Regions from separate parts of the Mus musculus genome. Here regions 1, 2, 3 and 5 are each linked to region 4. A link is a contact called in public HiChIP or PLAC-seq data. All regions are on one chromosome and are shown on one strand. The core of a region is the stretch at or near the end of the contact, and the rest is flanking DNA. Distances in the headings are between cores, read along the strand shown. Region 1 overlaps Auts2 (autism susceptibility candidate 2). Region 2 overlaps Auts2 (autism susceptibility candidate 2). Region 3 overlaps Auts2 (autism susceptibility candidate 2). Region 4 overlaps Auts2 (autism susceptibility candidate 2). Region 5 overlaps Auts2 (autism susceptibility candidate 2).

Region 1 (6,233 bases), core at 419-2,918, 620 kb before region 4:
GTGTTGAGGGTAAGGAGTCATATAGAAATAAGAGCAGCAGGCAGCTGACATCCAGGGGAAGGGTGATTGGCTTGGACCGGTTAAGTGAATTAGAACTGAGGAGATTTGCAAACAGGTTAGAAAGCAGATGACTTTCTTATCTCCTTATTAACAATGCAACAAGTATTTTAGTGGCTTTGTGTTGCAATTGAAAGTGGAAGAACTGTAGCAAATAATGTGTAGCTTCTTTTGAGTCTGTGTCATTTTCTAAGCAGCGCGTTAAAAACACTGGTCTCATTTCAGTTTATTTCAGTTAGTTCACCTATAAACTCTGTAATGGACTTAGTCTGCTTTATAGAAGAGGAAACTGAAACTGAGTTAGGACAATAAAGTCCAATGTTGTGTATCAAATTGGAGTTTTTCTCAGAAGCACATTTGAATGTTGAATCTATTGTAAAGATTATTTTGTTTGTTTGTGGAACATTGATTGAGCATCTGTCTTAAGGCTCTGGTTTCCAGTTTCACATTGTCTTACTTATAACGTGAGGCATGTTTAAAGTACTTTTTATTTTATGTGTAGTATAAGTTCATTGTCTCCAACTCAAAATGTAATTGTCGTGTCGAATAGTCATGACCAGTAGATGGTAAAAGGATCTGTCAGACTGCATTCCTGGTACTGGTTCTCCTGTGAAGATCTAGAAGGTGCTATCTTCTGAAGCTGCTCACTTAGAGTCAGGGTGGATCCACTTCTAAGCAGAGAAATTACTTAGCACTGCACACAACCATCCCTGGGACAAAGCATTTTGAAAAACTGGAGGGTAACCCGCTTGGCTCCTCGGAGTTGAGCTCGCCTGATAAAGGAGAGGCCTGGATACCAGCTGTGCACACTCAGGACGGGACTGTGGCTGTTGGAGCCTGAAACAGTGAGATTCTGAAATGTGACCTGTGGTGTCCAATACAATTTAAAGGTTTTTACTTTGTAATTTTAGTATATTTTATGTGCATGTGGCACAGTTGTTGCTGAATTGGTTTTATGTGTTCGGCAGATGGGACCACTCTAAATCAGAATATTTTATTAACATCAGATGGTAAGTCTTTTGAAATTCTGCCTTTGGGCCATGCAGCCTGTATATACCATTACCTGTGTTCTGACTTCAGAAGCTAGAGTCTAAAATGGAAGCACGTGAGCGCTTTGGTTAGCAGTCGCTGCAGTCATTGAAGAAGCCTGGCCTACCTTTCTCTGCAGTCTCTTGGTTTATGGAGTGTTCTTGCCCCACAACACTGCCCACTGTCAGTAGTTGTGTTAATTATTCCTCTGTTCCTTAGTTGGATTCAAGCCCAATTGTAGTTTAACTTAACAAATGACAGGAAGCAGAACACGTGGTACATTTTTTTCTTGAAAGTTTCACAGAGGCTCATATTGGTGCTATTTGTATGCCTCCCTCCCCCCAGTGTGTCTTTAAATTCATTCCACATTGCCTGTGAGAGAAAGGCGGAGGGAGAGAAGACTGTTTGATAGAGAGTGCTCGAAGGAAGAAAGACAAGCTTTCAGATGTTGTCTGAACAAAGCTCTGGGATGTGAAGACGGCAGCATCTGGGGGTTTTCAAACACTGCAGTTCTGCTGCCTGCTTCCTTTGCTGTCAGAGGAGCAAGAAGCTGCTTCCTGTCATTTCCCATCTTGTCACTTCCAGGCCCAACATCTTGCTGCTTCTTACACCAGCTGTTGTTGTGTTCTTCCTGCTCCACAGACAGATGGTACCAGAGCTCCTTCCATGATCTTTCCCACCCAACCCTCCAACACGCCCTCTCCTGCCTTGTCTGAGTCTAAAGAAATCTGCTGTGTGCTACCTTCATAGAGCAAGTGTGTGGCTCTGCTATTCACCCAGCCTTGCTTAAGGATTTCAGAGATGATGGGAGGGAGGGTAGGGAAACTTCTGGGGACACTGTGATGACAAACCTGTACATCATGTCCAGTGTGAGGTGCCTCACAAAAGTCCATCTTCAGGAACATCTTCATTTTTTTTTCTGAAGTTCTACTCAAAACATGGCTGTGAGTTTTAGAGATTTTTTTTTTCCTTAAGGGCTTGTTTTTTCTTATCCTTCCACTTTTGAATCCAAGGTAGGAGTTTTCCTGATAATCTTGGCTTAGGTACTGTCATTTCACAGAGCAAGCTGTGCAGTGTTAATGGCTCATTTTAAATTATTTTGAGACCATCTCATATAACCCAGGCCACCTTTAAATTTCATATTATAGTCAAGACTGGGTGCAATAGTATTTATATTACTTAATTTATATCTTTACATTTTTACATTTACTTATTGTTTTTAAATATTTTTTGAAATAATATTTATGTGTATTTGTCTTTGAGGGGATATGTAGCAAGACCCAAAAGAACAGCAGAGAGCTAGAGTTAAAGGCATTCACTAACTGCCTAATTTAGATGCTGAGAACCAAACTCAGTCCTCTGCAAAAATAGCAAGTGCCATTAACTGCTGAATTCTATCTCTAAACCCTCCATCCATCCATCCATCCGTCAATCCATCCATCATCCATCCATCGTGTGTATGCATGTGTATCATGTGTGCACATTTGCATGTAAGTACTACAGCATTGCATGTGGAAGTCCAAGAGCTGTTTGCAGAAGTTAGTTTGTTTCCTACTATGTGGGTTCCGGCATCAGGCTCATGTTATCAGGCTAGAAGGTAAGCACCTTTATCTCTTGAGCCACCTTAGCAGTCCTGTGGCCCCGTGGCCTTAAGAATTCTGATCATCCTACCTTGGCTCCCAAGTGAAGGTTGGCATTGCAGGCTTGTGCTACCACACCCATTTTCCCTGGGACTAAACCCAGACAAGCACTGGATCAACCGAGACAGGTCCCTAACTGGTTAATTGCTTAGTTTACACGCACTATTTCATATAGCTATACTGGGTTCCTAGGTGAGGATAGGAATTTAGAAGTTATATTGGAATGTTTCCTCCACCTAGGGCCGATAAAACCTAGTTTATTTATTATAGGTGTTGTTACAAGATAAAAACAACAACAACAACAACAACAACAACAAAAAGATACTTTACTTTTTCTCCTTAAATAACCATTGCTTTTCTAGGTACAGAAATATCAGCTCTTTGTAGAAAGTAATTTCCTAATAACCTAATAACCACTCTTAATACTTGGTATGTTTCTGTGTAGCATTTTTCTTCGGCTTTATTTGTTCTGTTAATCCTGTGAATTAATAGGCTGCCCTCATTCTGTAGCCTCTTTCCCATGTGTATGTGGTGGCAACAGGAGTGTCAGTGGATCCAATTTCTTCAATCTATCAATCCACTCCACTCCCTGTAGTACATTATTACACTTTTCTTGTTGTTACTGTATCAGATGAGTGACACAAGCAACTTAAAGATAAAAGGTCTGTTTTGCTCAAAGTTTGAGGACAGCATAATGGCTGGAGCTTGAGGCGGCTGATTATATGGCATCCACAGGCAGGAAGCAGAGAGAGATGGATGCTGGTGCTCAGTCACTGTTTCCTTTTGATTCAGTCCAGGTCACCAGCTGTGGGGTGCTGCTGACCACATTCAGGGTAAATCTTCTCTCTTCTGTTAACTCAGACTAGAGATTTCCTCACTGACGTGCCAGGAGTTAATCTCCTGGGCAGTCCCTAGAGCCTGTCAGTCTGACATGGAATATTGCTTGTAACATTGTTTTACATAGTTTTACACTTATTATGCATAGCAGTTCTTATGTTGTTCATAATCTAGGAATTCTCTATTTTAATGATGAGAAAAATGTGCCTGAAAATTTTCCACTCTTAGCACAAGGTCACCAGCATATGTGAGAGGAAATGGGTTTAAGGCTATACTGACACTGTCTACAATTTGCCTGTCTTCCTTCAAAATGTCTGACATGGACTTGGGGACTTGGCTTAGTAGGTAAAACCCTCCCCTAACCCTGCAAGTTTGAAGATGGAGTTCAGATCCTTAGAATCCACGTAAAGTAGGTTACGGCAGTCTGTGTCTATAATCACAGTGCTCCTAAACAAGGTGGGTATCAGAGACAGGACAACCTCTACAAGCCTGTGTGCCACCAGCCTGCAGTACACAAAGGGAAACTACAGATCGGACAGAAGCTGAGGCTGTCCTCTAACCCCTAAGTATGCATTGGGTTCATGTAAATCCACATGCCCCCACCCCCAGACATGCATATACATATACATCATACACATAGGCAAGAAAGATTTATTTTTAAGTCTTCTTTTGAAAACCCTTGATCCACGTTACCTCCTGGTTTTTGTGAATTTTACTCTTCATGCTCACGATATTCCTGTACCTTCTCTGTTATCCAATTCATTTTTCCTCTTATACATGCTTGGGGGGGGGGGTGATCACTTTCTTGTACTGGAGTTCTTGTTGACTAGAAGTAGTAGGCATTTTTTTATGTCTTATTGATCGTTTTATTTTATCTGTGAATTGTTCATGCTCTGTCCTGCTCCCGTTATTGATCATTTGATTTTGTGTACACATTTATCATGGGCTAGGTGTCTTAACCTTGTGTCGTGTTAGTTAGAAAGATATTTTCTGCTGTGGCTAGCTTCCTTTTTTTTATTAAAAATAGATTTTTTTTCCCACACAGTTTATTCTGATCATGGTTTCTCCTTCCTCATCTCCTCCCAGATCCTCCCCACCTCCCCACCCATCCAACTTCAGGCCTTCTTGTGTCTCCCTTTAGAAAACAAACAGGGATATAAACAGGCATCTCCGAACATAACAGAGGAATCAGAGAAAGCAAAACAAAACAAAACAAAACAGTAAAAGCAGAAGCAGCAAGTACACACAGAGAGGCCTGCACACAGGAAACCCAAAAAACTCCACAGGATCAGAGTCCAGAAAGATTGTTTTCTATTTTCTGAACCAATATTTATGTCAACTTTAATTTTAAATAAGATGTATTTTATTTTTAATTGCCTTTATTATTGAGTGTGCATCTACATGCATCATGACATACACGTAAGGATCAAAGGACAACTTTAAGAGTTGGCTCTTTCCTTCCACCATGTGTGTCCTTGGGATTGAACTTGTTTTCTCAGCCTTGTAGCAAGTACCTCTACCCACTGAGTCATCTCTCCTGCCCTGTGGTTGATTTCAGTAGTTCCCATAAAGTTATACCGTATTTGTGTTTTCGATAAGTAATTATTTTTCTCTTCTACAATCTGCTTATCAAACACTACACGTTCTATAGCCCATCCTCGTGGTGTGTTATGTCATGAGTGTGTGTGGGTGTATTCACGGATAGTTTTCATCTAACTTTTCAGCGTCATAAATCTCCCCATTCCTATCTCCAGTAGCGTACGTGTTCAAGATTGTATCTTTTAAAGATGCCCAAGTGTCTCTTCGTTGAAAGCTCCAAGGGCGCAGCAATGGAAGATCCACGTGTCCATCTCAGTGTGTGACTTCATCTTTGCTTTGCAATCTGACCACATCTCCTAAGTTTAAAACTCGTCAGCAGAGTGAACAGAAAGCATGAAAGTAAATTTATAAAGCTGAAATTCCAAGTTTTTGAAAAGTGGGATTTTTGCTCTTGTTAGGGGAGCAGTATCAGTATAGTCTTTTGAACATGTAAAAGTCTGTATGAAGATGACCCAAGATAGACTATTTCCATGAGTTTGTTTTTCCTATTACCTGGGCAGCTGCCTTCATGGCTCATATAGAAATGGGTTTTTACCCTTTTGTGATTTTAAAAAATATGTATGTATTCATGTGTGTGTGTGTGCATTTGTATTTGTGCAAGTGCACACACCAGTATGTGGAGGCTGAACGGGAACCTATATTTTATATTACTCTGCCTATTCCTTTGAGTCAGGGTCTCTCTTTAAATGTGGGGCTTTTGGTTTCTTAATTAGGTTAGAAGCCGAGAAGCCCCGGAGATCCTTCTGTCTCGGTCCCTTGGAACTGTAGTCACAAACATGCACGGGATGCCTGACTTGTAATGTGGATACTGGGATGTGAACTCTGCGCCTCATGATTCCACAAGCTCTCTTCACTGCTGACCCATCTTTCTGGTGCTCTCTTGTCCGTATCTGTGTCTGTCTTTGTCTCCATGTCATTCTTTATCTCTGTCATACCCGACTGTGCCATGAAAGAAAAGAAACTGAGAAAGCTATGTTTCAGAAATTTCACTGAAGTTTGAGAAAGGAGTGTCATCTTTATTTAAAGTTAGCAGAACACCAAAAGGACTTAAAATAATAGCTTAGCTCCTAC
Region 2 (5,377 bases), core at 2,474-4,973, 770 kb before region 4:
TGAGCTGTAACCAAGAAGTCTCAGTTAGCACAATGGCTGGTAGGGCACCCCATTAGGTTGAGTCTCCTGATATGATGATAATGGCATATTTCATTGAGACAGGACAGGTAGGTATGCTTATTGCTCAAGGATGAGGACCTGGGTTCAGATCTAAGCACACACACACACACACACACATACACACACACACACACGCACGCACACACACGTAAAAGCTGGGTATGGCTGTGTTTACCTGTAACCCAGCTATTATAGAAGATAGTGTCAGGAGGATCAATGGGGCTATCGAGCTAGATTTAGGCTCAGTAAGAGACCCTATCTCAAGAGAATAAGGCCGTGGGTGATAGAGCAGTATGCCTTCTATCCTCCCCTGTCCGTTGCATGTATGTAGCCTGTGCAAATGTGCACCTAAACACACTTGTATACATTTACTACATGGACATGCACACATAGAAGATAAATGTTTAGCCCAAGCCTTGCGAGGTTTCATGAAAGTAAGTCTGTCTGTCTGTCTGTCTCTGTCTCGGTCTTTCTTTGTCTCTCTGTCTCTGTCTCTGTCTCTGTCTCTGTCTGTCTGTCTGTCTGTCTGTCTGTCTCTCTCTCTCTCTCTCTCTCTCTCTCTGTATGTGTGTGTATGGTAAGCGTGTAGGGGTTGGAGGTCAACTTTGTGGTGTTGGTTGTCTCTTTTCACTTTTACATAGTCTCTAAACATCAAACATTTTTGTTGTTGTTGTTGTTGTTGTTTATTCCTGGGTTGGTAGCAAGCTCTTTTACCCACTTAGCCATCTCCCTTGCCCCTGGACTAGCTCTGCTCTCCAGATCACTTTAGAAGATTTCTGTTTATGGCTCAGATGGGACTCTTTGGATGTTCTAGAATGGTTTAGAAAGTATATATTAATGATTTTGCTGTTAAAGTAGAATATCTATAATGTTTCTAAGAAACAAGTTGTCATACTTTTAGCAAATGTGACAAAAATTTAAAAGCTCTGGATTGCTGTATTAGACATGGGTATTTGCTTGAGGTTTTCATTAATTTGAGAAAATTTCGACTGAAAAATGGGTTGACTGAACTCATTATCATAATCAGTGGCAGGTGATTCTGAATTGTCATTGTAGTTTTAAGGTAAAATGCTGCTATTGGGTACTCTGTGGGGATGGAGAAATGGCTCCATGGTAAAGAGTATATACTGCTCTTCCAGAGTTTGATTACCCAGCATCTATATCTATTTGTGTCTGTCATGTCACAACCACCTGCAGCTTCAGCTCCAGGGGGTCTAACACCCTCTTTTTAGCCTCTGTGGGCATTGTGCTCATCTCACAGGCAGGCAGGTAAGTACAAGTACACCCCCCCCCCACACACACACACACCTACCTTTCTTTAAAAGTGTGATCTACGCCTGTATGTGGTGTGTGGCATAAGACTGTTAAGCTTCGACTCTTGCATAGTCCAATAAGAGGCAATCTTAATATGCATCTGATGTGTAAGTTAAATAAGGAATGAGACATCAAGATATTTGAAAAGTGCATTAAAGAAACAGGATTTTGGGTACCAAATCCAGTAGGGGTATTGATGGTAGAGTATGAGTGTTCATTACTACTAGGTAGGGGCTTCCTATGGGTTTGTATTCATAGCACAGTTCTTCAGTAGGCATATATGAGAGGTCAAGATTTAAGAGCTCTCTTAGTAAAGATGGTAACAATCTGAGTGAAGGAAATGGTATCTTTTTAAGAAATATGGCATATGTTGTGCAGTGCCTGGGAAGTGGCCAGTTCTCAGTAAATACTTGTTGAGTGAACAGGATGTTGATGACTTGGGATAATGCTGGACTAATGTTAATGACTGAGGATCAGAGAAACAGGTAGCTGGGCTTTGCTGCTTTGTGGGTTCTTCTTTTTCCCATCCTTCATCCCTGCCCCTGATTTACCCCCAACACTAGATAGGAGAGAAACAAGGACAGAGGAGAGAGAGGAACTAGGAAAATCCTTGCATCTAATCTGTTTCCGTTTGTTTCTTCTTTGACTAAGGCTACTAATAGACTGTGGCCAACAATCACTTACCATGCCTGTCAGGTCTCTCTCATTCATGTATCCTTTGAAAACTTCCCAGAATTCCAAATGTCACACAATCTTGGAAATTAACTGCAGCTAGCAACACCATGCTACTGCTAGAGCATGAGGCAAATCACAGTCCGCTGCTGTGGACAGTCCAAAGCAGCCTGATGTCCTCGCACCTGGGAGTCAAATGAAAACGTGTTCTTGTATTATTTCTGTGTTTTCTAAAGAAACCAGAATTCCAGAATTTTCAATATAGGTAGACTGTTGATATTTCACATTCCAGTAAAGACAGAGATCCTTACCCATAGGGGAACCTTCTGATGGCTTAACTCAAATGGTAATCGGACTGTGCCTGCATATGGACACTTGCTGTGTCCCTCCTTCTGGAGATAAGGACATATAGATTCAGACGACTGAAGCCATTTGCAGGATAGTCAACATTGAGATCATGAGAACTCAACCTAGACTTTTCAACTCTTTAATAAAGGTCTTTATTCTGCAGTCAAGGCCAGTGTTGTTTTGCTCTGGGAAGTGATTTGTTGAATAGTATATCTGTATCACGAGAGAGTGATTAAGCATGAAGAGAACGTAATAGAGCAAATGTCCACACACTGGCTAGTCCCTGTTCCACTACTCACTTCCCTAGTCATCATTTGGTCTATTGAATAAAGAGGATAATAAAATTGAAGTAGTAGAACTATGTGTGATTTATAAACAAACCTCTCCATTGTACTTAGTAGGCTGTAGTTATTAGAAAGAATGGGAAACCCTAGTTAATATTAATGTAGGCTACTTAGGAAAGGAGCGAGTACAAGCAGCATTAGCCTGCCTCTCCCTCTCTCCCACCCCTCCTCCTTTCTCAGCTGAGAATGGGTTTACCTCTACCAGTCCAGTGCTGATGTGGCTGTTGCTATAAGAGATGTGTCAGTACCGCTATAATCTCACTTTAGGAAATCAGACAACATCAAATATGCCTGAGTGGGATGTGGTCTTGTCGCTTTCAGAAGTTCAGTGAGGTGTTTGGTATAGAGGGGCTCATCAGATAAGATTCCATCAGTTTTCAGAAATCATACCAAGACAGCAGAGAGGAAACATGACCAACACTAAAGAGATGGAATATATATTTTATACCCATATTAATATTTCATTGACAAGAAGGTCAAAATCTACATTTAAATGGAAATATTTAAAAAGCAGAAGCATAATATTTGGCTAGGTGAAACGCTGGGGGTTTCCAAGCACACAGGCCACATCCCTGTGCCCCTGGCTTGACAGATCTGCTCTTTCTTAGAGTATCCTGGGGCTTTTGATTGCTTCAGGCTTGTGAGATGACTTCAGCCCTACACTAAGAGGCCTTCATTTTAAGTGTTCCTCTATGTGACCCTTAATTGGGTTACATCCTACCTAACATCAGGCCTGTGGACAGGACCCTCTCTGAGTACGGTCCGGGTATGTAAATATCTAGAAGTTTGTTTCACTCATGTTGTAAAATGGATACAATAGGATTGTAGACAACCAGGAAGTCTGAAGTCACGGAAAACCCAGCTAAATGTTTTCTAACAAAAAGTACCAGAACCATCAAGGCATATATTGCAAGGAACACACATTTAAATTCTGTTCACTCTTTCTTTCCCTCTATTGTTCATAGTGTGTGGTAGACTTCATTCACAACATCCCAGTTGTAAGGTGGATGGCTGCCTACACAGTATTCCAAGAATAACATCTTTGTGCACTCCAAGAGGAAGGAAGGATGCCAGGAAAAGGGATCTTTATAGTTTCTGTTCATTGGTTTCTGTTTGGTTTTCGTTTTGTTTCCAAGAAGAAAGCATCCCCCCCAGTAGCCTGGAGGAATTTCTTATATCCCATTGACCATTGCATTCCACTCCTATTGTGGCGTGATTGTTAAATGTCCCCACCAGATACATGTGTTTGAAACTTGGTTCCTAGCTGGTGGTACTGTTCTGAAAAGTGGAGGAAACCTTCCCAGGTTGAGGTTTCCTGGAGAAGTGGGTCACCTGGGCTTCTTGCAATCCCTTCTCAAAATAAACAAACAATAGAAAAATGTGTCTTTCATATGTCCTGTTAGATGATACTATGTCAAGAGGACAAGTTACAAAGCAATAGACTCTTCAAAGGAAGCTTGACTTGTTGTTTTGTTCCTGGTTGACTGCAGCCTGAGGTGTTGCAAACACTTAGGGAGATGAGCTCTAAATCCTTTCCTTGAGAAGTACAAAAGGCTTCACAGGCGGGAGATGGATCTCACTTGGTAGGTGCCTATCTAGCCTATAGGTTCTGGGTTCAATTCTCAGCACTTGGCCATCATTTTAAGACTTGGGAGGTGGAGACAAGAGGATTAGATTTTCAAAGTTATCCTTGCCCAAGCAGTGAGTTTGAGGCCAACCTGTGCTGAGACCCAGTCTCATAAAAGTAATCAAACAGCTCACCCACCCATTCATGATATCTGGGCCCAAGAGTCCCTCAGAAGATTCTGTGGTTGCTGGTAGGTCATGGTGAAGACGTACATTTTTTCTGTAGCGAATTGAATTCAGATTAGAATAAGAACTTGGTTCTACCGTGGAGTCTGAAAGTGGGAGTGTGATGTATCCAGAGTGTAGTATGAAGGTGGTTCCTCCATAGCCTCTTAAAAGAAGACAGCACCGTACTCAGTACTTACATATCTCTGATTATTTACCTAGCTAGCCTCATTTTGCTGTTATTTCTTTACATTTTTTTATTTCCTTCAGTTTGATTTGTTGTTCAAAAGGTCATTGTCCCAGGAAGGAGGACTTACAAGTTTACTCTTAGAATAGAAAATATTTGCTCCCTTTATACCTTGTAAAGATCTTCTTCTTGCCAATAGATTTATTTTAGAGAGTAAAAGTTGGGAGAAGTCATCTAACTTGCATAGAGATGGGGGAAACTGATGTATAGCATAAATACTGGCAGTGTGTAGCCGATTAGAGACGTTCACAAGTGTTGTCATACATTGTAGTTTGCTCTCCTTATCCTTGAATTGGATGGTTTTACCTGATTTCCCACCCGAGGGAAACAACTCCTTGTAATAGTAAGGATGCTGGTTGCAGGCTGTACTGTATTGCCCCTAACCATAACCCCATTAAGGGGTTGTAAATAGTAGTATAATGATGTCTCAGTCATTTGTTTTGATGTATCTGAGCTTTTAATAAATCAGTCTCAGCTTGCTTAATAGGAATCTGAGAGCAGAGCGCGCTCCTGCCAGCAGCTGCTAGTAAATTATAAAGCATTCATCTGTTTTACAAGGGAATTAAATGTTTGTTCTATTTTAAAGGCTGTGACTAAATGA
Region 3 (6,262 bases), core at 1,496-3,995, 600 kb before region 4:
TTTTTAAGACATGGTCACATGTTGCCCAGGCTGGCCACAAGCTGACTTTATAGCTACTCTTCCAGTGCTGAGGTTACTGGTGGGAGGGGAGGATACCATATCTAGTCTATGCAGGGCTGAATCTTGAATCCAAAGCTTCTTGCATGCTAGACAGGTCCTCTACCAACTGTGCCAGCATCCCCTGCCCACATTACCCCTGCTTGTAAAGTATCTTCATGGACATACAGATTTTCATGTTTGATTTAATTAATATTGACTTAGCACACAAAGTTAACCAGCACAGTGTATATCTCGTCCTCACTGTGTCTGTGTCTCTCACACAAATGAGTTTATGAGACATAATTACTGTTAATGAACTTCAGGTACTAGGACAATGGTCTGTTGTAATAGGATATGCTTGCTTGTGGACATTAAATATTAAGTTCTATCAACAGCTCTGAGGATCAGACAATTATTTTTTAATTTCATGAATGAGGAAACTGAGGCTCAAAGAGCTCCTGGCTATTTAGGCGAGCTCCATCCCCAGCTGGTTGTGGTGGCATACAGTAGCATTGAAGGGGTGGGGTGCATGTTTCATGGACTTTTCAGTGGGGAAAACTGGCATATGTCCTTCCATTCCCAGATAGGTACTAATGACAGACCACAGTCCCAACTTGGTTAATCAATATGTTTACTGGGCTTACTGAGTCTGGGCAATCCCAAATCAACCTTATCATCCAAAGTGCCTCACTTCTATGTGGATGATGTCTCTCCCACAGATGCAATCCCCTTTCCAATTAACCTTCCATTCTCTATATTTTAGTAACTCTCAACCTTGAGGCCACATTAGCTGGGGTTTGACAGAAAGTAGAGTTACCTGGGAACAGGCATTTTCTTTATCAGATGGGCATTGGGTTTGTCTGTGGGACATTTCCTTGATAGATGAATAATGTGGGTGGATGGCATCATCCCTTGAGCAGGTGGTCGGTCTAGGGTTGTATAATAAAGCAAGCAAAGTAACTGAGCCAATGATTCAGTGCTTAAGAGCTCTTTTGCTCTTCATAGCACCATCTGTGTGGTGGCTCACAACTGACTGTGACTTATGTCCAGGGTGTTCCCCTGCCCTCTTCAGGCCTCTCAGGGCACCAGGCCTGCAGGTGGTACACAGACATAAGTGTAGACAAAACACCCATACACATAAAATAAACAACAATGAAGATACTATTACTACTACTACTACTACCCCCTGGAACTCGATGAAATCAAATAAAAAACCTTTTCCCCCTAGTTGTTTTTGGTATTTTATCATAACAATAGAAAACAAACTGGAAGAGACTGGAAGGGAGGTGTCAAAGGGAGTGGCTGGAATCTAAGGTAAGATTGTAGTGCCCCCCCCCCCCCCGATTTCTATGAAAGAACATTGGCATGTCTGATTTTTTTTTTTTTCCTGAGAGAAACAGATGGGAGGGAGAGAGGGAGGAAGGGAAAATATGTGCACAAGAGAGTGTACCGATACCTGTGGAGAGAGCAGGTACTCCCTTGAGGAATTGCAAGTGGGGTTCTGAGCTACTCTACCTGCAATTCAACTGGGATTCATACCTGGGTCCCCTTCAAGAGTAATATGTGCTTTGTGGTTAAGAGCACAGACTATAGATCCATTTCTCTCTGGCCCCAATAGGTCTCTTGATGTTTTCTAGCAGTTATTCACATCTGCTCTGATGATGGCAGAGTAGTGGCTCTTAGGCTTGGAGATCTGTGTCTTACTTCTGAGAGTAGGAGAATCAAGTTGAGGGTCATCCTTGTCTGCATAGTGAATTCAAAGCCAGCCTGAGCTATATGAATCCCTGTCACAAGAAGCTGGGAGAAAGAAATTTTGAAACCCTGACCTCTGGTCTTGTGTTGCATCCACCTGTTGCTCCAGTGTGTATCACTGGTCATTTCATAATTGGGTATGATACAGGGGTTCCACTTGGATCAAAAGAATAGTCAGTCTTGGCCCCCTTTCCCTGCTCTCTTTCCCTTTCTGTTTTCCTCCTCTTCTTATCTCTCCTCCCTTTCCTTTCTCCTTCCCCCTCTTCTTGTCCACTTCCTCCCACCCCCTCCTCTCTCTCCTTTCCTCACCCCTCCTCTTCCCTCAACTACTCACCCCTTCCTTCCCCCAGGAAGCTGAGCCAGCACTCTGTGTTTAGCATTTGATAAGTGAAATATAGGACGTATCAGCCTCTGCCAGGCCAAGAAAACAATGAGCAGGATAGGGCGTGTAGAGTGCCACCTCCCAGCACTCTGTCCCCTCTCTCTCACTGAAGGATTGCTTCCCTGTCAGCTGCCAGACCCTTAATGTGCTGGCTCAGCTTGCAGAGGATCAGTCACAGCTGACAGGCCCTGCAGCTGCAGGTGTGGTACACAGAGCTCTGGGTGGTACCTAGGACATCCTTTGTCTACTGCCAATTGCTTCTGCAAGGGAGCAGCCTCCTTAGAAAGTGGTGAGTACAGCTTCAGATGCAGCCACGGATTCCTAACACTTTCCTTTCTTTGGAGCCTCCATGTGTTGCCTTCCACATCCTTTGCCCGGTCTTAGTCACAGCCAGCAACCAGTGCTTTGACATTGGCACTGTGAAATAGAACTGGGCAGAGAGGCCCAGGGGCTGCTTGTGAGCCTCTGTGGGCTTGGCTCCTAACAGTATGGGATGCAGATTGGCCTTGCAGAAGGATGTTAAATAGTATACTCAGAGGAAGTGCTTGTGGATGCTTCCAATGCCTAATTGGAGATCTAGCTAGGCAATTTTCTTCAGCTTGGCATGGGACGTTCTGGCTGTTTGTAGATGGTGCTTGATTTATACCATGCCAACTTGGTTTTTGGCAGATCCTCTTTAGTGCGTTTATTCTAGAGTTGGAAGCACATCCTAGCTTCGTGAGTGTGTGGCTAGGAGGAGCTTTATAGCTAGGAGGTGATAGATGGCATTTTCAAGGAAGTAGGCATTAACACGGGGTCCTCTTTAATGTATGTTAATAGACATTCAGATGAGTTCTTTATTTTGGAATTAAGGGAGGAAAGAAACTACAGGAGACAGAGAGGGAGTTGTCTAGTTGAAGCTCTGTTAGATGCCAAGAACTTGGCTCTTTTAAACTTCTGCCATCGTCGTACTAGTTTTTATGGTAGTTTCATTATGATGCTGTGATAAAACACTCACTGACCAACAGCAGCTTAGGAGGGAAGCTTATTTGGTTTACACTTCCAGGTCACAGTGCATTAGCAAGAGAGGTCAGCGCAAGAACTCAAGGCAGGAACGTAGCGGCAGAGAGTGCAGAGGAATGTTGCTTCCTGACTTGCTCCTGGATTTGAGTTTAGTTAGCTTTCTTACATAGTCTAGGACCACCTGCCTAGGAAGGTGTCAGATAGAGTGAGCCCCTGCATCAGTTAGTAACCAAGGAGATCCCCTACAGCCACAGGTCTGATCAGCAGGCTCATCAAGGAGCCTTTCTTTCATAGGACAGTAGCTTTATTAGTTTGATATGACCAGTGAGAACAACTCATGTTTGTGGGTATGTCTGTTTCTTATATGTTGTTTTTTAGGGTTGTTTTTCCCCAAGATTGTCTTTTATTGTTTTCTTTTGGCTGGGTTATCCTTGTGGTTTAACTAGTGTTAGTATCTCTTACTGGTCATATATTTTAGCACCTTTCTTAGCACTCTTCTCTCACTTTTCATGTTTCTCAGGTCTTACTACCTCCTAGTCCTCAATCTGGTCCTGTGTTACTGGCTATCAAGTGTAGACGCTAGACTTCATTGTGCTCTGTCTACAGTTAACATGTGGTCACCTAAGAATGTGATAGCAATGCCTTTAACAACCTAAGATGCTGGGTAAAAACAGAAGGCGGGTGTTAAATTTGGATATCCAGTGTGGAGAGATTTTACAGATTTCCTTGTGTGAGAGAATGCATTCTTGATGAATCTGTTGTTGCTCCCTTGGGAGGTTAAGAAATAGTGTAGTGAATATAGAGAGTATATTGCCCTATAGTCGAAACAAGATGGTCATTAGTCAAATAACCAAGGCACTCTTAGCTGCTTCTTTACCTAATCCAGGCACTGTAAACCTCAAAGGTATATGGGAAATTATGTTCTTTCTCTTTTTTGCTGTTTTAAGTTAGAGCGTGTAAGACACACTCTAATTGCCTTCAGAGCTGTTTGCTTTTAATACTAAAATAGCTGTTTAGAGGTCATTGAAGCCTCCTGTAATGTGGAAGCAAGGCTGTCATGTTATCGGTCCCTTTGGGCTTGATCTAGATCTGTTGCTAGGTTTGTTCTTCTCCTCTTTCTTCAGAGCCCATCCTCCCATAGGGCTGGAGCACTCCCTCCTTCTCCATGATTCCTTTCCTCCTTCCCTTCTATCCCGGTCATCAACACAGCTTCATTTTCTTTCTCTTCCACCTTCATTTCTCTCCATCTTAGTTTTTTAAGTTCACTCTCTGCTTCAGTGTTTGCACATTCATTATATGAGCCTCTTAAACTTACTCATCTGTATCCTTATTGATCAACAGATTTCCTTAATGGTATCATAACTTATGTTTTTATTTGTGTATGTGTGTGTGTGTGTGTGTGTGTGTGTGTGTGTGTGTGTACACTTACATACCCCATGTGTGTCGATACTCAGGGAGACCAGAAGAGGATGACATATCCCTTGTGGTCTGGGAATATATCTCAGATCCTCTTCAAGAGCAGTGCAAGCCCTTAACCACTGAGCCACATTCCCAGTTCCTAAACTGCCCTTTTAATACATGTTCATACCGTTAAAATTTCAATCTGCCACTTCATTGTGGAAGAGTCTACTTCTCAGTTTACTTGAAATCCCTGTGCCTTCTTCAGGAACTTCTCCATAGCTATCATTGCTCTGGATGCACATGCTGATCTGTTTTGGCTGGCCTTGCTCTCTCCCCCCCTCTCTCTCCTTTGCTCTAGCTGTCCAGATGCTGGCATGTCTTGAGATCTTCAGTATCATGTCCCCTACTCTCTCCTGCCCTGTCCTCTGGCTAAATAGGATAATGCATATCTACCCTCTGTATAAGCTCCCGCTCTGTGTCTGTGCATAGTACCATATAGCTGTATGCTCAGACATAGAGGTGGATGTGCAGTCTAGAGGGGGCGGGGCTGTGCTGAATCTGCAGCCTCTTTTCATCTGTGTAATTTAGACATTTAAAGAGAAGGTCCTCCCATGTTTTATTTCCTCATCTTTCATCATTGTGAGTTTCCAAAGTGGGGAGACTGACTCCCTATATAGCCCCGGCTGGCTTTACTCTCTCTCCTCTGTTTCAGCTGTCCAGATGCTGACATGACAAGTCTGTTCCAGCATAGTATACTCAAGGAAAATTTGCCCTTTATATTTGTGAGTGCTTGTGATATGTTTGCAATATGATGCTGATCTGTTATGTCTTGAGTGTATACACTTGCAAAAATTGTTCTTATTTTAGGGTCACCTGCCATAACCTGCTGCCTGCTTTATAGATGTTCTCATGTCTCACTCTCTTTTTTTTCTGTGAATGAAGAGGTTGGTTTTTACTTAGATTTAGGCATTGTAGGAGCGCAGTGAACATTTTGGGGGTTAGCTCATATCCTAAAGACATCTCAGCTGAAGTACCATAGGAACCTCCATATATTTTTGTGAGTGTGTATTTTTAAAATGTCTAATTCTTAAAATTCAGTTTTGTACCTTAAAGATGAAAAGCAGGGTATTTTTTGGATAGTGCATACTTGGGTTCAAGCATTCTGTATTGGTGATGCATACAGAAAAGAAAACAAATATACATAAGGAGCTGAGTGGCTTACTCAGTGGATAAAATGCATTATGTGAAAGTAAGAGGACCTGAGTTCTCTACCTAGCAGCCACATACAAGCTATTCATGGCTGTGCGCCTGTGACTCCTGTGATGGGGAGACAACAGGGGTCTTGTTCGCTAGCTAATCTAGGTGAAATCAGCAAGCTCCAGGTTCACTGAGACTCTGATTCAAAAGAATGTGATTCACAGGAGATGTGCAAGGACACCAACCTCTGGCCACCATGCACATGTGCATGAGAGTATGTGAATGGACAAGGGCATACACATGTGTACATTCTCAAATGCACACATACTTTAATAGGCAAGTGAACACACACATATACATGCATACCTTGATGAGCTCACACACATGCATACACACACAACACATACATGAGGGCATACATGCTTGCACAACACACGCAGAAACACACATGTACACATATATACAAGAATACATACATGCACTTGAAGA
Region 4 (5,911 bases), core at 106-2,605:
CCCTGTCTTTATGTTTGCTGCATAGAAGGGGAAGCCTCAGTCACCACTTGGCTGGTGTGAATGTATACACAAGTCGGATAGTTTGAGGAACTGTGCAGAGGGAAGGCAGTTCATGAAACCTACCGTGATTCGTGGGATGAGGGTTAGATCAAGATCTTTTTCTTCTAGACTAGGAACCCAACCTCCCATCCATGTCAGACAGTACAAAGATTATGTTATATTGTGCACCTACTGTGTGCCCAGAATCTGGACCTCCACCCCCATCTCAGAACCAACTCTTTGCATATGAGATTGGCCTAGAGGCAATTCAACCCCGGGCTACGGGCCTAGTAGCCTCTCCTTGGTTTAGAGCAAATCTCGGAAGCTGTAACTGCAAAAAGGACCGGAGCGTCGCGGTTCTTGCCCGTAGAGGGAAAGGCGCCATGGGGACCAGGGGCCGGTCCGCAACCGGAGGCGGGATGTAGTGGGAGCCACAGCTGTCAGTGTCGCACCCAGGGACTGCGCCCCCGCGGGGCCAACCGGGCGCCAGGGTGGAGAGGAGGGGCGGCGAGGGGCGGGGCACGTGGGGCGGGACGGAGGAGGGGCGGTGGCACCGGCTGGCGGCTCCGGCTGGGCGCGCCGAGAAGTCCCGCTCCGAGAGCCGCGAGCGCCAGGAGTAAGGCGCGCTCGGTACAATCCGGGCAGCGAAGTCCAGAGCGCGAGAGCAAGGGTGGGAGAAAGGGGTGTCCTCGCGTCACTACCAGGGACCCCCCTTCTCTCCCTCAATCCAGCCCCGGGTAGCCGGTGGCGCTGGCGGCGGGCCGCCTGATGGAGTTCACTTGAGCCAGGAACAGGCGGGAGAGGCAGGCCGGAGCGGAGCTAGTCCTGCGCGCCCCGTAGCAGCTTCAACCACAGCTTTCCACACCGCAGGCGGGCAACACCCGCGGCAGATTGCGACTCCCGGAGCGTGTCGGTGCCACGCCGCAGCGGGCCCAGGACCCATCAGATCAGCCCGCGGCGGTGCCGTACCGGCGGCACCCGCTGTTGGGGAGCCCGAGGCGGCCGCCGGGGAGCTGCTTTCGCCTCTGCCGCCGTACGCCCTCCTCCTCCTCCTCCTCCTCCCTCTCCCTCCTCCCTCCCTCCGCACATGGTCTCCTTTGTCCTGTCGCCGCCGCAGCCGCCTCGTTCTTAGCTCCGCGCGCCGCGGCAGCGGCTCCCGGGCCGCTGCTCTTCAGCCCTGCCAGGTCCCCAGGGCGCACCAAGTTGAGCCTCTGGTTTAAGCCAGCCGGTTCCCCGCGCGCCCCGCAGGAGCAACCAGGAGAGCGCGCGGGCCGGGCCCCCTCCCCATCTCCCCGCCACCCGCCCGGGACTTGGCTGCGTTGGATGTGCGCGCGCGGCGTTGACTCCTGGCTGCCGTGGAGGAGCCGGGTGCTGCTGCTGCTGGCTCTGCTGCCGTTTAGGATCCGGTTCGGATTTGGTTCGCGTGCCTCAGCTTTGAGACTTTGGAGAGGAATTAGCAAAACACACAGACTTGTGGACCTAGCCGGGCCGGCTGGAGTTGGGCGTTTTCTCTGCCTTGGGTTTTGGTTGCTCTCTCCCGGTGGTGTGTGGTGATCCACCCGGAGAGAACCTGACGGAGGACTCAAACCATGAACTTGGGGTTGACAAGACCGCCGAACCCCTGGCGACCAGGTAATGTTGCCCCACCACCACCACCGTTGGGGGGATGGGGTGGGGTGGCTGGCTCGCCTGCGGTCCGCGGTTTCGGGGGAGGAGGCAGGGGTCGAGGGGTCTTTTGTTGCGGCCGCAGCCGGGCCAGGGTGGTAACGGAGGCGGGCTGCTGGCGTCTGGCGGGCCTGGCCTTCCTCCCCCACCCCTCCCCCGCTCCCCTTTGTACTTTCCTAGCTCCCTGAGCTGGCTGGGCTCGGCCGGTGAGCCGTGAGTGCCTGCCGGGGGAGGCCCTAGCCAACAGAGGCGATCCCACCTCCGGGAGTGAACCCATAGCTCCCAAGGGAGATCCGCTGGACTCCTAGGCTGGGAATGCCCGCACCGGCTCGGGCTAGGAAGGGCTCCTTGGAGCGGCGCTGCCTGCTGACGGGTCACTGTCCTTGGGCTGAGCTCCGGGTCCCCGCCCTCCCGCTTGTGCGCACGCGGAGCCCGGGGAAGCAAAGGAGAGCTAGCTGGTGCAGGAACTCACCCGCGCCTAAGTTTCTAAGAGAATTGTCTTTGCACCTTCTTCCTGCGGGTGCCGTTTTGGAGAGCTACCTTAGCGAATTGAGTTTTAAGGGGTTCCGGGTACAGCTTCAAACATCTGGGACCCACCCGTGCGCACGGGAATTTTTTATTTCTTTATTTTTATTTGTTTTAACCAAACTGCTTTACCCAACTTTTCCTTCTACGCCAGCTACAGCTTCTAGACCATAAAAAGTATTGACATAAAAGGCAAATAGTACCCACCCTGCCGTAAAATGCCCCAAAGAGCATGTTTGTCTGGGAATTTTAGGTTGTGCTTCTAAGTGTATATAAAACTCATCAAAGCCAATCGAGGTGAGGAAATGAAATAGCAACTGATATTAAATTCTGTGCGGCTAAAGGTAATGGTTGCTGGAGAGAAGCGGGAAGGCATCCATGCGTCTGCCACTAGATCCACCGCACCTGCAGTCCTCATTGCTAATTTAAAAAGAAAAAAAATTAGGGAAATGAACCAAGTTATAGAAAGAAATGCACTTTTTTCTTCTAAAAGCAACGAAATGAAAATGTCCCCACGATTAAGGCGCCCAGCGATATGTACAAACGATTTTTTAAAAATACGTGTGTATGTGGAGGGTATATGAAGAGATGAAGGGAAAACTTGCAGGAATCAGTGATCCCCTCCACCTTTAAGTGAGTATGGAGGATCCAACTGAGGTTGTTGCATTTGGCAACAAACCTATTTACCTGCTGAGCCATCACGCCCACCCTGTATGGATGATTTTTCAGTCTTGTTGAGTGAAGGAAAATTACTTGAGGACCGTTGAAGCAGCTACATGGAATCTGCACCTATCAAGGCTTTGCCTGGGAGACTTACTTGAAGAATTTGGACGAAGATGGTCCAGGAGGCCAGATGGAAGAACAAGGGACCTTTTTTATTTTTATTTTTATTTTTTAAACCAAGGCACCGAGACACATGTACCTTTGGTGTTTTTTTGCCTTTCCAAAGGAGGCCTTTTTGAGACACCCCCTGACTGTAAGCAAGGCACAGGAGACAATTCAACACTTTGTGACTGATGCCAGTAAATTGAAGGGCTCAAAAAGCTTCCATTAGAAGGCATCGCTCCAAGCATCTTGAATCTCCGTCAGACATATTTCCTTGACAACCATTGGTCACAGAATCATCAGGTCCTCAGGGTCACTTCATTATCTACTTGAGAGCATACTCAGAGCCTAGTGGTGCTCACAAAGGTGACAGAATCACAGGGGCTGCCGCCTACCGCCTAATCCAGCTCTGGCTCCCATACCTAGAGCCACGCAAATGCAGCCTTAACAAGTTGCTTCTCCCTCTCTCTTCTTGCAGTTTTGGAAGAGCAGCTAATTTTTTTTTTTTTCTTTTAAACCGATTTCTTTAGGCCCATTAGACTCACTGTAATAGAAAAACCCCAACATTTTTAACAGTTATTTTAGTTCTGTAACATAACAGAAGAGACAGAATATTGCTCTCGTGTGCATGTGTGTAGGTTTTTTTTTTTTTTTCCCCCTTTCTTTCAAAAAATATTAACTCCATTTTGGTTTTGAAGCCGAGGCTTGCTAGTGACCATTCTAAGAGTATTTCACATCATTTTAAGGACGATGAAAACTCTTTGAGTTGCCAAGTTTTAGACTGCAAGACTTAGAAAGACATAGAAATCTCATTATGATTTGGGAATAGTAACACCTTTGGTGCCACTGTGTGCTTTTTCAGATTCACGAGTCTCTGTGTGCAGTGCAGATCAGTGAGGCTTTGTAACTTAATATTCTTGAACTGTTTAATGCTGAACACCCTCCACGGGACCTTCTTTGTGGCTCATTTTTATGAAATGCTACTCTAATAATATAATTTTGTTTAGTGTTACTTATGATGTCAGGAAAAGCTCTGTGTATATTTTATTCTAACTGCAAAAGCAGAGGGGTTATCTCTGTAGGATTTTTCACGAGTGAATGCAATTGAATACTTATTTTGTATATTTTTTGCCCTTGAGCCTATTAATCCTCTGAACCACCGTATAGAAGGAAGATTAGAATAAAATAAATGAGAGCCAGCCATAATAAAAATAGGCTAGGTCTTTTTATATCCCTGGCCTTGTGAACTGGAACATTTCCCTCAGTTATACGCAGAAATGTTTCATCTCCATCAATGTGGCCTTGGAAAACTACATAGAATATCTTCTTTGTCCCCCAAAGCCAGCCCAACTTCCCTTACCCCTACCCCCCACATTTCTTTATCCCATATAGAGTGAACATTCTGTGCCTTGCTTTGTCAAATGTATGCATCTTGGTATAAAACATGAAAGATCAGAGTTTTCTCAGAGGGGTCACAGGTCAAACATAGCATGAGTGTGGCTTGACCATTGATTGACAGGTCGAAGTGGTATCTTCAAATAAGAAGAGTGAGCTTTCTTAATTTTTACCTGTTTTCCGCGTCCTAGAAAGAAGCAGTAAATCCTGCAATATTACCGTCTCTTTCATCAAACTGGCTCACCATTTCCTCCCTAGAACATTAGTATATAATTTAAGCTGACTTTATAGTCTTTCTGTTTAAAGAGGCGCATTGCCTTCCCTCACACCAGTATAATAACTAGCTGACATGATCCCTGAAAAGCATGAGAGATGGCAAAGTGACCAGGTTTTAAATAGGGTCAGCTCTCATCCAAAACACTGAGTTTGGCCCTGGTGACCGTGACAAACACTGAACCTCGGGATCATCAAATACATCTTTAAAATCAAATTCGTTTCTGGATATCCTGGCTGACACTTTGGTGAGGAAAAGCTTAATGTCAAAAATAACCAAAAAACAAAACAAAAACAAACAAACAAAAAAAAAAAACCACATTTCTGATTTGTAGAAGAAAATTGAAAAACAAAATCCGGTGTCAAAAATTTAAAAATAAATAAATTAAAAATTAAAAATAATGATCTGTCAACTGAATTAGAAAATCGTTTTGTGAATGAACTAAATTGCCTTGTGAACCATTTTGTAGAAATATGTTTTGCACAGATAATAATAAGGACACATTTTGAAAATCAGATTTTTTTTTTCTTCCTTCCCCCAGCAAATAGCTGCAGTGCAGGCCTTTCTGCAACAGTCAACCAGCACCACCTGATGGAGGATTTGGGGAAATCACTGACTCTTACATTCTTCCTAAAAATATAGTCAATTGATTTAAAATGATAGCAGCCGACAAGGCTGTGGTTGATAGTCTTCACTGACAGTCCTAACGCTTACCCTCCCCTTTTTGTTTTGCAGGCTTCAGATGCTAGCTCTGAAAAACTCTTCAACACTGTTCTTGTAAACAAAGGTAAGACCCATTTATTACACTAAAGGATGGCTTTTAAAAATGAATAAGTAAATGCATCTCGTTGTCATTGTCCAAGAAGAAAGAGGAGAGGAAAAAAAAAATCCATGTGCTCTTTTTGTCTTAGCATTTTTGTGTTTTTGCTCCACTGTGGGGTCTGGTGGTTTTTTGAGGTGCAGGAGGAAAATGTTCATTTTTGAAAGAATTTCCCGATTCCTCGTTTGAATTGACCGGTGGTGTTAATTTTGTGTGGGATGCTGCAACAGAGAAGAATGGTTTTACAATGTCTTGATTGTTAGTTATCAACTTCCCGGCAGTCAGAGCACTATAAATAGTGTGTGTGTGCGCGCCTCGGATGGTAATAACCAATGGGGTATTTAATATTCACGGCGTTAGAGCCATAA
Region 5 (6,190 bases), core at 633-3,132, 660 kb before region 4:
CTTTCAGTCATGGGATTTTAATCACAGCACCCACAAAGTAGTTAACACACCCTCTCTTGCACCTCCTGTGTGCTGTATATCTGCACACAGTTAACTCAAATCAGGATCCACTGAGATCTGTTACTGTCACAGTCTTGTGGAGTAAGTTCAAAGAAGATTGTGTCAGTGTCTATAGAAAGTACAGTGTGTAGGTGCTCTGCAGATGCCATTTCTGCATCATCATGGGTAGGTTTATAATTACTATGACTGATGGATGAAGGGCTTTGATTTATTTTTAGGATAGGATTTTAGTGATATTAATACCTAAAATAGTAAATGCATATGTGCCTGCCTTTTTGCATGTATGAGCACATGTGTGTGAATGTATGCATATGTACATACCTGTGTTCATTAGCGTGCATGTGTGTGTATCTGTGTTCATGTGTTTGTGTGTGTGTGTGTGTGTATGTGTGTTTAGTTGTTGGAAAGATGGCTCAGGAGTTAAGAACACTTGCTGCTCTTTCAGATTGCAAAAATCTAGAATGACCTGGGGAGAAAGTTTCACCTGAGGAGTTAAGTAGATTGGGTTGGCCTGTGACCATACCAATGACGGATTGTCTTGATTGTTAGTTAATATAGGAGGGCTCAGCCCATTGTGGGCGCAGCCATTTCCTGGCAGTTTTTCCTTACTGTATAGGACAGGAGAAAGGCAGATGAAGTGAGTACCCTGATATTCCTTTCTCCCTGCCATTGATAGTGACTATATTGTTCCTAGCCTCTTGACTTTCTTCCTCAACCTCCCAGCGTGATGGACTGTAACCTGGATCTGCAAGCTGACTAAACCTCCTCCTCCCCTGAGACACCTTGGCCAAGGTGTTTAATCACAGCAACAGAAATGAAATTAGAACAGATCTTAATTATTTTGTTTTTAATAAATACATGGTTTTTTTTTTTTTTTTTTTGGGTTGTGGAGATGTAGGAAAAAATGTGTGTACCACCATACTTGAAGAATGCGTGTCATTGTTATTGTTACTACTTTGTGACAGCATCTCACTACATTGTTCAAGCTGGCCTCTGCTTGTTGATCAGGGTGGCCTCAAACTTGCAGTTGAGTGCTAGAGATACAGGCATGCACCACATCTGACTTTTTAAAAAATTGTTTCAAGAGTTACCATTTCCCCTGAATCTGAGTATATCTAGCTCATTGCTCATAGCATTCTGAGATCAGGTGCCTAACGCTTACATATGCTACGCCATGCTCACATATGATTTCACACACCCCATGTGCTTATTCTTACAGAATGCTATTTCATAATTTCCCTTAAAAACTTGGCAAATTTTAAATGATAGGAATATAACAAATCCCAAGATACTTTTTTTTTCGACTCTTAAAAAAATGTTACCTGCAAACTGGCAGCCGTTTTTCCCAAGCTCATAATATTTCTAGAAGAATATCAATAGCTATATCAGTGGCTAGAAGAAGTAGAAAGAAAGACTTTTCTGAAGGCCTTAAAGTGGAGTCTGAGTCACTTTGTAAGAGCTACTGAGACTAGGCTGTGTTAATGTGGAGGAGTCTTCCATAGCCAAGGGGTAAGTTCTTACTATGGCCATGATGGAGTTAAAGCGGAGACAGAGCCTCTTCCCCACACTGGGGCTCTGTCAGAATAATGTTTGGCCAGGTGTTAATCTGTGTCCCGAGGGGAGGGCTGGAGATCATTATTCATCCCTGGAGAGGCAGGAGGGGAAGCTGAGGCTTGCCTTCTGGGAGGGTGCCAGGCCAGGGCCTGCCCCTTGCTTACTGACATGTGCCATTTGCGATGAAGACAGCTGAAGTCCATTTGAGGAATTCTGCTGTCAGCCAGCCAAGAGAGAAACTCAGAGGGAGAGGCGGGCAGCTTGGCAAAGCAGTCTGGAGTGCAGTTTCCGGAGCAAGATCAGTCAGTGCTGTGGGCACTGGGGAAGGTGTGTGGGGATATAAAGAGTTAGAGGACCAGTCTGGAAACAGTGCATTTTCCTGTTTACCTCCTCTGGCTCCTCCTCCTCTCCGTCTATCTCCATCCCTTGCAAGCTTGGAGTCTGAAAGAATCCTTTGTGGACGCTGCTGCACAGTGGGCTTTTTTCCTTCCCTTTTTCCTCCCCTGACTCTTTCTGCTCTGAGGGCAGGAGGTGAGAGGATGATCAAGTCAAGCTGGTTCTACGTTAAGTTCAAGTACACAGACAAGGTAAGTCTGTATGTTTTCTTTTCCCAAGGGAAGCCTGCTTCTTCTCCCTGAGGTCTCTGGTTGACAGGTCTCCGAGGGACTCTGAAAGCAGAGGAGCCCAGGAGTGTTAAATGTGAATGTGTTTTCTCTGGCTTTAGGATTCCTGGGTGAAACCTGAGTTTTAGAGCTTTGAGTCTGACTTTATCGTGAACCAAGGGGAAGGTGCCTTCCCTGTGCTTGAGAGGAAACGATCTTTGAAGAGGAACAATAATGAAGCTGCTGTAGCAGGGGCCGCTGGTTGCAGCTAGAGGCTGAATAGAGAGCTGGGGTATTTGTTCCCACACTGGTTACATTTGGTTCTGAAACAACTGATCACCCTCCTTACTTATAGCTTGCTTTAATCAGAAGTTAGATTTTTTGTTCTCTTTTGTTGACTGTAGTCTTCATGTGTAGATCAACTTTACAAGGTGGCTTGGGTGTTGAAATGATCTACAACATGTGTTCTGGTAATACAAGAGACCATTACTTTACTCTTTCCTCAGGCATGACGTTTTAGGGAACAAATACCTTTTGGTTGTATCTGAAGTGTTGTTATTAGAACTGTTGTCTTTCCTTCCTGTAACATACTGTTACCAGTGGTTAGGGTGGAAGTGAGTACCTGCGTTAGCATGTATTCCCTGTATACAGTGATAGAATTGTTAATAAAGACAGCTTTATTCACCTCTAGCGTGGACTTTGTACATACTCCTCCCAACCCCCATGTGTCCTCACTCGCCTGGGACCGCCTGCCATGGTTTTGACTCTGGGTTTTCTATATTACTTACTCTTTTAGGAACTGGCAAAATTAGAAATGAGGTTTTTATGTAAATTTGATCATCCTTCCTTCTTGGAATTTTCATTCATTTGCTTGTTCAAAACATGGGCATACCAATTGTACAATTAAGCTCTGATGGGGGTATGGTAAGATGGAAAAATCATGACTGTGTGTGTGTGTGTGTGTGTGTGTGTGTGCGTGCATCTCTTTCTTTGTAGACATGGTCTCATCGCACAGGATGGCCTCCTGGCCTCAAACTTATTCTGTAGCAGAAGATAGTATTGAACTTCTGATACTCTTCTACATCCTAATTGCGGGCATTGCAATTGTGCACCAGCATATGCGGTTATGTAATGCTGGAGATTGAACCACGAGGGCTTCATACATGCTAGGCAAGGGCTCGACAAACCAAGCCACATCCCCAGGACTTCTTGCTTGTCAGTATATCTGCTTAAGCAGCTTTAAAAAAAATGCTTCCTTCTGTTTGGATTTGTTTCTGGTTTTGTTGTTTCTGATCATATGTATTTCACCGACAGCAAAGGTATGTGTTTACCCACAATGAAATTACATGTTTGTTTGTTTTAATTTAAAAGACCCTTGTTCCATTTTAAAGCCATTTGCTTTAACAGTTACAACTGTAAAACACCACCTCGTTGTGTTTGGTGGTGAGAAAGGTTATCCTCCAGCCTGGATTCTTTTTTTTTTTTTTTTTTTTTTTTGCCTCAGAGAAGCCTTCTACCCCAGTTTTTGTTGTTAGGAATTTGGATATTTGGATGTCTACTGTGCCTTTTAAACCTTTTCCTTATATTTTGAGCGTTTCCTCTTGGGAATGTGAAATCAGGAGTTACAGCAGGGGACAAAACTGATGCTACAGGGGGAACCTTTCCAGGAAGACTTTGTGCAGGAAGAGAAAGTAGGCAGACAGTAGTGGCTTCATCTCAGTGGTCACATTTCCCATCCTTGAGCACGGTGAGAGCACTTTACATGCCAAGATGTGGCGGGGCAAAGATGTAAACTCTCTGAGGCTTTAGTACATTAAAGAAGACCCTCTGTACTTTTATTAGCAGAGAAGAAGAAAAGAAATGGAAACCTCAGGTTCATTTTTGGTATGCATCCTGGGTTGCAGATCTCAGTGCTTCTCTGCAGAATTCCTGTTGGATCAACAGTGATTTTTCATTGTATATTAATCTTCGCCCCTCCTTACCAGTTTCTCTCTTTTGGTGAGATTTTAAAAGATCTTACTGTAAACATGGTTACAGAGATGCTTATAAAGCGAACGTCCATCATACCTTGTATTCTTTCTTAAATCCCCCTCCCCCTTGTTGAGACAGGGTCTCATTGTGCATCCCAAGCTGGTCTGGAGTTTGTGGTGCTCCTGCCTCATCCTCCTAAGAGCTGGGATTACAGGTGTGCTCGCCCACTCCCCTCAGTAAATGAGTCTTTTACGGCCACACAGACATGCATATGCCTTTGTAAGACTTCCTATCAATATTATTTGAAAGCATTGGGGGTTTTTTGTTTGTTTGTTTGTTTATTATTTTCCTCTAAGCTGATAGCCTGCTGTTATTTGGATGTTGATTCTTTGAGAATAGTGGAGCCTTTCTTAGCTCTTGATTATTCTAATTTGAGGAGCTAGGGTGCCAGATGGTCACACAGTTCATTGTCTGACACCCAAGAAGAATAAGGAAATGTGGACATGATGTGAGAAAACATAGATATATTATGGAAAAGTGAGAAGGGTTCCTGGGTGTGGGAATGGCTTTAAAGGAAAAGTGTTTCTTTCCTGCCTAGTATGGTGGTCTTCGGTGAGACTTATGGTGGGAATTAAACACTGTAGTACTCTTTTGTTTTATTGGTCATCTGATTGAATAGCCTACATCCCTTTGCAAGTCTCCTTAGTCTAACCAGAGAAGCAAAACCTTACTTTTCTATTTGGGCAAGTAGTCACATGACATTGTCACCATCATCTACTCTCCCAATTCATTTTGCTCATTTGCTTGGCTGGAATTTGTTACAGGTTGTTGGGATCTGGGCCAGATGTTTTAGCATTCTTGTTATTTTATCCAAAGAACTGAAAGTAAGGGCTCATACAGATTTGCAAAAGAAGCAAAGCAGGACTGCAGAGATGGCTCAGCGGTTAAGAGCACTGACTGATCTTTCAAAGGTGCTGAGTTCAAATCCCAGCAACCACATGGTGGCTCACAACCATCTGTAATGAGATTGGATGCCCTCCCTGGTGTGTAGGCATACATGCAGTCAGAATACTATATACATAGTAAGCAATGGTATAGGTCACAGAGGAAGGAACTGTCAGGGTTGACAGTGGGCCACAGGAGTGAGAATGTTTAAGGAAAGCTAAGGAGACTGATTGCTAAGGGGTAGGGATGATTGGCTACTAAAGAACATAGTTTGAGTGTTTCTCCATCTTGATTGATAGGTTGTCTGTATAATTATTTCTCCACTTTGTGTTTATTATTCCATAATGTTTCTGATTTTAACATATGCACACCTAATTTTGTATCAGAAGCAAACAGAGGGTTCTTTGTAAAAGGTTACTTGATGATAAAGTATTGCCTTACTACACGAACATCCATGCAAAACCATTTCAGGGCCAATCAGCATTTCCATTCTTTATAACAGGATACACTGAGAATACCCTTGAATAAAATCTGTCCGAGTTTGATTATGACCAGGGGTGGAGAAAATTACCTTTGTTCACAGGTAGAAATACCAATATTCAGAGGTAGGGATACTTGTAACCAGAAGCTGATAGGAACCGAGGAGGTTCTGAGGTTATAAAGTGTGTTGTTAAGAAAGGAGTGTGTGTGCACAGTATATGCAGGCGAAGGGACTAGGCTGCCAAGTGCACTAACGAGAGTATTAAGTGCATAAGACAAGAATAAACGGGGGTCTGAGTACTAAAATATCGCCTGTGCTTGCTTGCCTCTGATCAAACTCTGTGTGTGTGAGCGTATGTGTCTTGACGGTGATGCTAGGGATCTAGCCTATGACCTCCTGCTTGCTATATAAGCATTTCATCAATGCTCTAAATCCCCAGCCTGGAACTTAATGCTTTTGCATGTGATTGTTCAGTGTTCTCTCCTCACTGAATGCCCTTGATATCCTTGTCAAGGGAGTCTGACAATAGAGAGAATGGTTTAGTTTCAGTTTACAGTTGAAGCATGCAATTGGGGGG

The links. HiChIP or PLAC-seq counts read pairs in DNA pulled down with a chosen protein or histone mark.
Region 1: an H3K4me3 HiChIP or PLAC-seq map of embryonic limb bud shows a contact between it and region 4, with 4 times the contacts expected there. The contact joins two enhancer-like sites. A contact is called at or near these places in 11 of 115 datasets of contacts at active chromatin or transcription factors (craniofacial prominence, differentiating embryonic stem cells, embryonic basal ganglia and 8 more).
Region 2: a contact with region 4 is called in an H3K4me3 HiChIP or PLAC-seq map of stem cell-derived neural progenitor cells, with 2.5 times the contacts expected there. The contact joins two enhancer-like sites. A contact is called at or near these places in 3 of 115 datasets of contacts at active chromatin or transcription factors (epiblast stem cells, large pre-B cells and stem cell-derived neural progenitor cells).
Region 3: a contact with region 4 is called in an H3K4me3 HiChIP or PLAC-seq map of forebrain, with 5 times the contacts expected there. The contact joins two enhancer-like sites. A contact is called at or near these places in 2 of 484 Hi-C or Micro-C datasets (the C10 cell line and brain), 12 of 115 datasets of contacts at active chromatin or transcription factors (craniofacial prominence, embryonic basal ganglia, embryonic forebrain and 8 more) and 1 of 9 other capture datasets (embryonic stem cells).
Region 5: a contact with region 4 is called in an H3K4me3 HiChIP or PLAC-seq map of neural progenitor cells, with 4 times the contacts expected there. The contact joins two enhancer-like sites. A contact is called at or near these places in 3 of 484 Hi-C or Micro-C datasets (cerebral cortex, epidermal suprabasal cells and olfactory sensory neurons), 13 of 115 datasets of contacts at active chromatin or transcription factors (cardiomyocytes, craniofacial prominence, embryonic basal ganglia and 10 more) and 1 of 9 other capture datasets (embryonic stem cells).

The regions. Positions count from the first base shown.
Region 1 is chr5:132,156,941-132,163,173 of GRCm38.p6, reverse strand. The region is part of intron 2 of Auts2 (autism susceptibility candidate 2); the gene reads left to right. Among named protein-coding and RNA genes, the nearest start is that of 4930563F08Rik, 280 kb to the right of the region's middle. Within about 2 kb of position 1,668, at least 41 of the 459 cell types and tissues checked have an H3K27ac peak or open chromatin away from gene starts, as enhancers often do. A contact at or near this core is called in craniofacial prominence, embryonic basal ganglia, embryonic forebrain and 2 more, where this site is marked.
Region 2 is chr5:132,305,562-132,310,938 of GRCm38.p6, reverse strand. All of the region lies in intron 1 of Auts2 (autism susceptibility candidate 2), which reads left to right. Among named protein-coding and RNA genes, the nearest start is that of Auts2, 230 kb to the left of the region's middle. Within about 2 kb of position 3,723, at least 7 of the 459 cell types and tissues checked have an H3K27ac peak or open chromatin away from gene starts, as enhancers often do. A contact at or near this core is called in stem cell-derived neural progenitor cells, where this site is marked.
Region 3 is chr5:132,132,589-132,138,850 of GRCm38.p6, reverse strand. The region is part of intron 2 of Auts2 (autism susceptibility candidate 2); the gene reads left to right. Among named protein-coding and RNA genes, the nearest start is that of 4930563F08Rik, 260 kb to the right of the region's middle. Within about 2 kb of position 2,745, at least 15 of the 459 cell types and tissues checked have an H3K27ac peak or open chromatin away from gene starts, as enhancers often do. A contact at or near this core is called in forebrain, where this site is marked.
Region 4 is chr5:131,533,420-131,539,330 of GRCm38.p6, reverse strand. It overlaps Auts2 (autism susceptibility candidate 2), which reads left to right. Exons shown (of 20, transcript NM_001363480.1): 6 at 5,459-5,510. Among named protein-coding and RNA genes, the nearest start is that of Gm29681, 120 kb to the right of the region's middle. Within about 2 kb of position 1,355, at least 172 of the 459 cell types and tissues checked have an H3K27ac peak or open chromatin away from gene starts, as enhancers often do. A contact at or near this core is called in craniofacial prominence, embryonic basal ganglia, embryonic forebrain and 5 more, where this site is marked.
Region 5 is chr5:132,190,908-132,197,097 of GRCm38.p6, reverse strand. The region is part of intron 2 of Auts2 (autism susceptibility candidate 2); the gene reads left to right. Among named protein-coding and RNA genes, the nearest start is that of 4930563F08Rik, 310 kb to the right of the region's middle. Within about 2 kb of position 1,882, at least 36 of the 459 cell types and tissues checked have an H3K27ac peak or open chromatin away from gene starts, as enhancers often do. A contact at or near this core is called in neural progenitor cells and olfactory sensory neurons, where this site is marked.